2 separate regions of the Sus scrofa genome follow, and region 2 is linked to region 1. Evidence: chromatin contacts called from public Hi-C data. All regions are on one chromosome and are shown on one strand. The core of a region is the stretch at or near the end of the contact, and the rest is flanking DNA. Distances in the headings are between cores, read along the strand shown.

Region 1 (3,722 bases), core at 811-3,310:
TAGCCAAGAGAGAAGTGTAAAAAGAGCAGAGAGATTAGCTTGATTGAGCTAAGGTCCAGAGGTGAGCTCCAGCACGAAAGACTCAGGAAGTGGAAGGTCTGGGCTGGTCACTAAGCACCTTGTGCAACGTGAAGGGATTTGCCCTTGATCTCGAGGGCAGTGAGGAGTCAGCAGAGACTTTTATGGAGGGAAGGGTCATGATAAGTGTCCCTTACACTGGTCACTCTGGTGGCTGTGTGGAGGTGGGCAGGGCAAGAGGCACGAAGACCAGGTGAGGAATCCAGAGGTGCTGGTGGCCTGCATTACGTCTGCATCACAGGGATGGAGAAAAGGAGCCAGAGTCCAGAGTCATCACTCGGGAAGGATCAACAGGAGTTTGTGATTGAATGGCCGTTGAGATCAAGGAAGAGGGAAAGTTCCTGGGGCAGGGAGTTCGCTGCCAGCACATGGTAACCAAACGGATGCCAGGGGATGAGATGACTGGTGGATGGACTTCCTCTTGGGTGCAGAGGGTAGGACCAGACTCCCCGGTAGCCTGTAGCCCCAGCTGAAGGGTCCTAGCTCCTCTGTACCTCCTGATCAGGAAGTGGTGCTGTGAGGCAGCTCTACTCCAGAATAACAGTCCAGGGTCTGTAGATAGTTGTTTAAAAATTAGGCTTGAAAAAAAAAGGTTAGAAGGTCTATTTTTATTTGCATATTTGGATTTCTGAAAATGAGAACTAAAACTGTTAGATCTCCAAATGCCTCATCCTAGAACAGCCTGACTTGTGTATGTTCAGGCTGTGGGGAACATTGTGTCTGGCCTGACAGGGGTGAGTTTGTTTTCTCTGAAAATACTTCCTGTCCCTCTTTGGGATCTCAGGCCCTCTGTTCTCCTACATAAAGATGGCAGCAGCAGGAGGAAGGCAGGGCCAGTTCTGGCCGTCCTTGAGATTCAGATGTGGTAATGAAATGCTGGTACCCTGGCTGCTGATACCACGTTTGGAGGAGGCAGGAGGAGGGTGAGGGCTGGGCGAAGGAGCCCTCTGTGGACCTGGAAACCTGACTACTAACTTGAGGTTTAGCAGCCACATTGGAGAAGGTACCTTTAGGAGACTGCAAAGCTGAAATCGTACTGGAATGATAGGGTTTAGGATTATCCATGAGACAAACAACCTGCTAGATTTGAACCCACCCACTAGATTTTGATTAGTGTTTCTCCCAGAAACCACTATCAATCAGATGGACAGGTGTAGTGATGGCACAGGGTGGCAGGGTCACAAAGAGCAGGAGGACATGCACTTCATTCCATTTGGGCTGGACTGCCACCCCCTCCCCCAAACCATACTGAAACCTGATCAGCTCATTTGTTGGAACAGCAAATGGGTATGCAAAAGCTTTCATAATTTATCAAGACAGGACAGACACCTCCTGGCCCTTGGCCCAGTTACTACTCTTCGTAATCTTCCTGGTTCGCTTGAGATTTTCAGCCTTTGCCTGGCTGGGGGATGGGCTCATTTGCATGACTTCTGCTACTTTGCATCCTTTCAGGATCCAGGTTATTCCATTAGAAGCTTGCTCTAGGAGAACTGAGTTAAGAGTAGCTTTGTGTGGAACCCAACAAATTGTCACACCCAACAATGATGTTAAGAAAGAACAGGAGCAAACTTTGACATGACATTTCAGTTTTTCCTGTGTGTAGGGAGACCGGGAGACGTGTTTGGTGGATATATTTGCTATGGGAAAAGGGTTCAGTAGTGATCTCTCTCTTTCTTTTCTTTTCTTTTCTTTTCTTTTTTTTTTTTTTTTTTTTTGCCTTTTGTCTTTTTAGGGCCGCACCTGCAGCATATGGAGGTTCCCAGGCTAGGGGTCTAATCGGAGCTGCAGCTGCCGGCCTATGCCAGAGCCACAGCAATGCCAAGTCTGAGCTGCGTCTATAACCTACACCACAGCTCACAGCAACGCCAGATCCTCACCCCACTGAGTGAGGCCAGGGATCGAACCTGCAACCTCATGGTTCCTAGTCGGATTAGTCTTTGCTGTGCCATGATGGGAACTCTTTTTTTTTTTTTTTTTCCTCTTGATTATATTATTAGTAAAGTTGCCAATAATCAGGATTGACATAGAATAAAAGACTCAGTGAATATCTGAAAGTCTTCTTTCTTATCTCTGTATCCTGTAACCGTGGTAACAAGACTTTCTTAGGGTTGTAGATTTTTAAGAAAGCAAATTACGGATGCATTGTTGACATATATTGCAGATGGCGTAGAATTAACCGTCATGGTATAATATGGTCTGCAGTGTGCAAGTGACTATGTCCTCAGATGTCCTTTTGCCTAAAACCTGTGAAGCTGCTGTCCCCTTAGCCATGAAGTTATTTGATCTTTTCTACCTCAGAGGAGAGGATTGATGGATACCTTACTAGTATCAGGTGAGAGAGCGCCCTCTAGTGGAAAATCATCAGGGCTGACAGTGGCACAGGAAAAAAAAAAAAAAAGGCAGAGGTCAAAGAAGAAATGTTCAATTTAGCCCAGCAAGTTGAACTTCGTCACCTAAACCTGCTGTGACTTAGAGCCTCCTGCTGATATGGAAGATGTTTATCAGCAAGTCTGTCATGTGGAATTGTCAAGAATGCACTGAGGCTTGTGCTCAGTAAAGTATGCAAACTAAAATCATGATTCCAAGGATATGCACCATTCCTCAGAGCCCTGACCTGAAAGGCGTGGGATGGGCAAGGTCAGGGAGCCAGGGATGCATTTTGGCAATAAATTTAAAAATCGAGCAGATGAGATGTATAACTCCACCCCCACTCAAGGACGTCAGAGATAGATAGGGTTCCAGTTGCTTCTTTAAACAGAAGAATGCAGTTCATTATATTGTTTACCTTGTAGCTAGAAAAAAAATTACAAATCACTTTCACCCCCTAATTCCTGACCATAATATGTGCCTGAGATTATAATGCCAGATTTTTACAAAAAAATTTATGCTCAGAGTTCTCCTGAGTGCAGCGGGTTAAGGATCTGGCTTAAAACCTCAGCTGTGGTGCAGGCCACAGCTGTGGTGAGGGTTCCATCCCTGGCCCAGAAACTTGCACATGCCACAGGTGTGGCCAAAAAAAAATTCATACTCTTGGGTAAGATGTTATTTCTGTTGGCTCTTTATTCCTGTTATTAATTATTTGTAAATTTGGGAGGAGACTTTAAAGATCTTAAAATTTTGCAGCTTAAAATGATTTATTGGCTAATGCTAAAATCATGTTGTGTGGGAACTAGCCCGTTGTAAATATGCAGTCCTATGCACATTCCTAAAAAAAGGTATATCATTGGGGAGTTCAATTCATTGGTGGCTCACCGGGTTAAAAATCCTGTTTTGTCACTACTGTGGCAGTGCAGCCAAGAGAAAAAAAGGTATATCATTTCGGTTGGGGCCTCTTGCTCATAGCTCTGTCATTGCCCATCATCCATGAGCCCCTCTCAAGGGCTCAAAAAGCATGTTTCCAGGCAACAATAAACTGATTTTGAAGCTTGTGCCCTTCAAAGCCGGTGTAAGATGCATTACCAGCGCAGTAGAGTCAGCCAGTGAAAATGCAAACTCAGCACCTTTTAGCTAAAACCACAATTGCCTTTTCCAGTTTCCAGTTTGTGACACTGGAGAATCTCCACCTGTCTGCTTGGCAAATCTGGCTTGTCCTTTTCTGACAAATGGTCCTATGGAGAAAATGGCTATAGCAGGAGCTTGTAAAT
Region 2 (3,722 bases), core at 872-3,371, 73 kb before region 1:
ATGACAAAGGAGGCAAGAAGATACAATGGAGAGAGGATAGCCTGTTCAATAAGTGGTGCTGGGAAAACTGGACAGCCACATGGAAGAGAATGAAATTAGAACACTCCCTAACACCATACACAAAAATAAACTCCAAATGGATTAAAGACCTAGATAGAAGACCAGACACTGTAAAACTCTTAGAGGAAAACATAGGCCAAATACTCTCTGACATAAACGACAGCAACATCTTCTCAGATCCACCTCTCAGAGTATTGACAACAAAAACAAAAATAAACAAATGGCACCTAATCAGACTTAGAAGTTTCTGCACAGCAAGGGAAACCCCAAACAAAACGAAAAGACAACCCATAGAATGGGAGAAAATCTTTGCAAGTGAATCAACGGACAAGGGATTAATCTCCAAAATTTATAAACACCTTCTGCAGCTCCAAACCAAAAAAACAAACAACCCCATCCAAAAATGGGCAGATGATCTAAACAGACAGTTCTCTAAAGAAGACATACGGATGGCAAAAAAACACATGAAAAGATGTTCAACATCACTCATTAGTAGAGAAATGCAAATCAAAACCACTATGAGGTACCACCTTACACCAACCAGAATGGCCATCATGAAAGAGTCTGCAAACAATAAGTGCTGGATAGGGAGTGGAGAAAGAGGAACCCGAGTACACTGTTGGTGGGATTGTAAATTGGTGCAACCACTCTGGAAAATAGTATGGAGATGCCTCAGAAAACTAAAAATAAGAAAACTAAAAATAGAACTACCATTTGACCCAGCAAGCCCACTCCTGGGCATCTATCTATCCAGAGAAAACCACTACTCGCCAAGACACATGTACTCTGATGTTCATTGCAGCACTATTTACAATAGCCAAGACATGGAAACAACCTCAATGTCCATCGACAGAGGAGTGGATCAAGAAGATGTGGTACATATACACAATGGAATATTACTCAGCCATCAAAAAGAATGAAATACCGGCATTTTTAGCAACATGGATGGACCTAGAAATTATCATGACTTCACTTATGAAGTCAGCCATACAATGAGACACCAACATCGAATGCTTTCACTGACATGTGGAATCTGAAAAAAGGACAGACTGAACTTCTTTGCAGAACAGATGCTGACTCATAGACATTGAAAAACTTATGGTCTCCGGAGGAGACAGTTTGGGGGGTGGGCGGATGTGCTTGGGTTATGGGATGGAAATCCTGTGAAATTGGATTGTTATGATCATTATAGAACTACAGATGTGATAAACTCATATAAGTAATTAAAAAATAAAATAAAATAAATAAAAATAAGTAAATATGATGCCAATGAAATTATAGAGAAGTTTGAAAACAAAAAATCAAAAGAAAATAAAATTATCCATATTTCTACCAGTCAAAGAGAGCCATTGTTGATGTTTGGGGGTGTACTGTTCTTTTCTTGCTAGGGGTCAAATTGGAGCTGCAGCTGTCAACCTATACCACAGCCACAGCAGCTAGGGGTCCAAGCCATGTCTGCCACAATGCCGGATCCTTTAACCCAATGAGCACGGCCAGGGATCAAACCCACATGCACATGGATACTAGTCAGGTTCATTACCACTGAGCCACAATGGGAACTCCTGTACTGTTCTAAATATTTTTCCTTTGTGAAAATATCCTTTTCATGTTTTACCCAAATGGATTTACTGTATGTACAGTTTTTTATTTAAACTATTTTTTACTTAATAAATTGTAGATACATTCTAAAAAAAAAAGTTATCAATCTTTTTAAATCCTTGTAAATTCAAGGCTGAGAGCTGTAGGAAGCAGGAACTAAGTGATTCTCTAAGTTCTGGCCAATGCTGGGGAGTGCTGGTGCCCACAATGGGTGATATTCTCTAATTACACTGCCAGTCAATGCAGGTTGAGTAGTGGTTTGACAGAGAAGTGCGGTCTTATGATCGCAGGCAGAGCCAGGGCTTCCTTTGACCCCTGGAGCTGGGTCACACACTTTCCTATTTATCCTACTAGCCAGCTGTTCAGGGCGCAGACGACCTGCGTCCACGCCCACAGGCAGGAAGGAGGAGGAGGAAGGGGAGACATGCGTGGGGCAGCACTGAGTGAGCTGGAGCCAGGTGGGGTGAAATGTGGAACAGATGCCAGGGCTGGTTATTATTAGGGCCCTTGGTAAACAGGAGAGCTGCTTACACAGGGATGAAATCAGCTGTTTTTGTCCTGGGGCCTGAGCCAAAGATGCCTCTGCTTCTCTTCCCAACCTGATGTGACTCTGAAACTTGGAAACTGCGTCCTCTGCTTCTAGTTTCATCACCCTCAGTGGACTTGCTGAAGCCAGATACATAATAAAAATAACAGGGAGTTCCCGTTGTGGCTCAGTGGGTTATGAACCTAACTAGCATCCATGAGAATGCACATTTGATCCCTGGCTTCGCTCAGGGGGTTAAGGATCCAGTGTCACTGTGAGCTGTGGTGTAGGTCGCAGATGCAGCTTGGATCCTGGGTTGCTGTAGGGGAGCAGCTGCAGCTTCGATTCAACCCCTAGCATGGGAACTTCTATATGTCACAGGTGTGGCTCTAAAAAGCAAAAAATTATATATTAAAATTCAAAAAAAAATAATAGCAATTGTAACCACCACCTAGGAACAGTTCTTGGATTTTACACACGTAAACTCCATTTTCTTTACAACTACCCTCTGAGGGGGGGTGACGTGGCTGTTACTCCTTTTTTTTTTTTTTTTGTCTTTTTAGGGCCACACCCGAGGCATATGGAGGTTCCCAGGGCCTAATTGGACCCATAGCGGCTTGCCTACACCAGAGCCACAGCAACACCAGATCTGAGCTGCATCTGCGACCCTCACCACAGCTCATGGCAACACCAGATCCTTAACCCACTGATCGAGGCCAGGGATCGAACCCACAACCTCATGGCTCCCAGTCGGACTCGTTTCCATTGTGCCACAACAAAAACTGTTACTGTTTTAAAGATGATGATTTTGAAGCCCAAAGAGTTTCGGTCACTGCCCAAGGCCCCCCAGCTGGAGAGTGGCAGAGATGGCATTTGAACTGTCCCTAACCATGCTGCTGCACTGCTTTGTTTTCGTGCCAGCCAAACCTCTCCAGTCATTTCGGTTCCTGGCTGCTTCTGGTCATGGTTCTCGCCGTTTCATTGCGACCCACATTACCCGTCCCTCTGCCACCTGCCTGAGTGTCCCCTTGGTCAGTGCTTCTCAATCTCAAATGTGCATACAGATCACTGGGGGAATCTCATGACCCAGACATTTTGATTCAGGAGGCCAGGGGTCTGAAATACTGCATTTCTAAGCTCCCAGGTGGTGCCAGTTCTGCCAGTCCAGAGGCCAAGCTTTGATATGAAAACTCAGTAACCCCTGATGGGGAATGAGAGACACCAGCTGTTTCCCTCCCTGACAGGGGCGCACACTTACCGGGCTGCCTCCAAGACAGGACCCCTTCTGGATCTACCTGACACACAACTATGGAAACGCTCTATTTGTCAAAAACCCACACTCCCAGTTGTTGCCCCGTGCCTTCTTCTGCTGCTTCCAATTTCCCCTCTCTCCGGCCTCCCCTTCCCCTTTCCACACCTCCTTTCTTTGACCTATAACAGCTTCGTTCAGTAACCTTCACTACAGTTCTTGTTATTGGGCTTCTCACGAAACAAACGCAGCTTGTGTTTCTTGCTTCCCAGAGATTCTGTATTTATC

Evidence for each region. A called contact is a pair of places that touch in the nucleus more often than the background predicts.
Region 2: a Hi-C map of skeletal muscle shows a contact between it and region 1, with 6 times the contacts expected there. The contact joins the enhancer-like site here to the promoter of WIPF3 in region 1. A contact is called at or near these places in 4 of 47 Hi-C or Micro-C datasets (embryonic fibroblasts, psoas muscle and skeletal muscle) and 1 of 2 datasets of contacts at active chromatin or transcription factors (skeletal muscle).

Annotation. Positions count from the first base shown.
Region 1 is chr18:43,023,515-43,027,236 of Sscrofa11.1, reverse strand. WIPF3 (WAS/WASL-interacting protein family member 3) reads left to right here and starts at 2,060. Exons shown (of 8, transcript XM_021078574.1): 1 at 2,060-3,722.
Region 2 is chr18:43,096,125-43,099,846 of Sscrofa11.1, reverse strand. No RefSeq gene overlaps it. Among named protein-coding and RNA genes, the nearest start is that of WIPF3, 73 kb to the right of the region's middle. Within about 2 kb of position 2,121, at least 3 of the 83 cell types and tissues checked have an H3K27ac peak or open chromatin away from gene starts, as enhancers often do. A contact at or near this core is called in skeletal muscle, where this site is marked.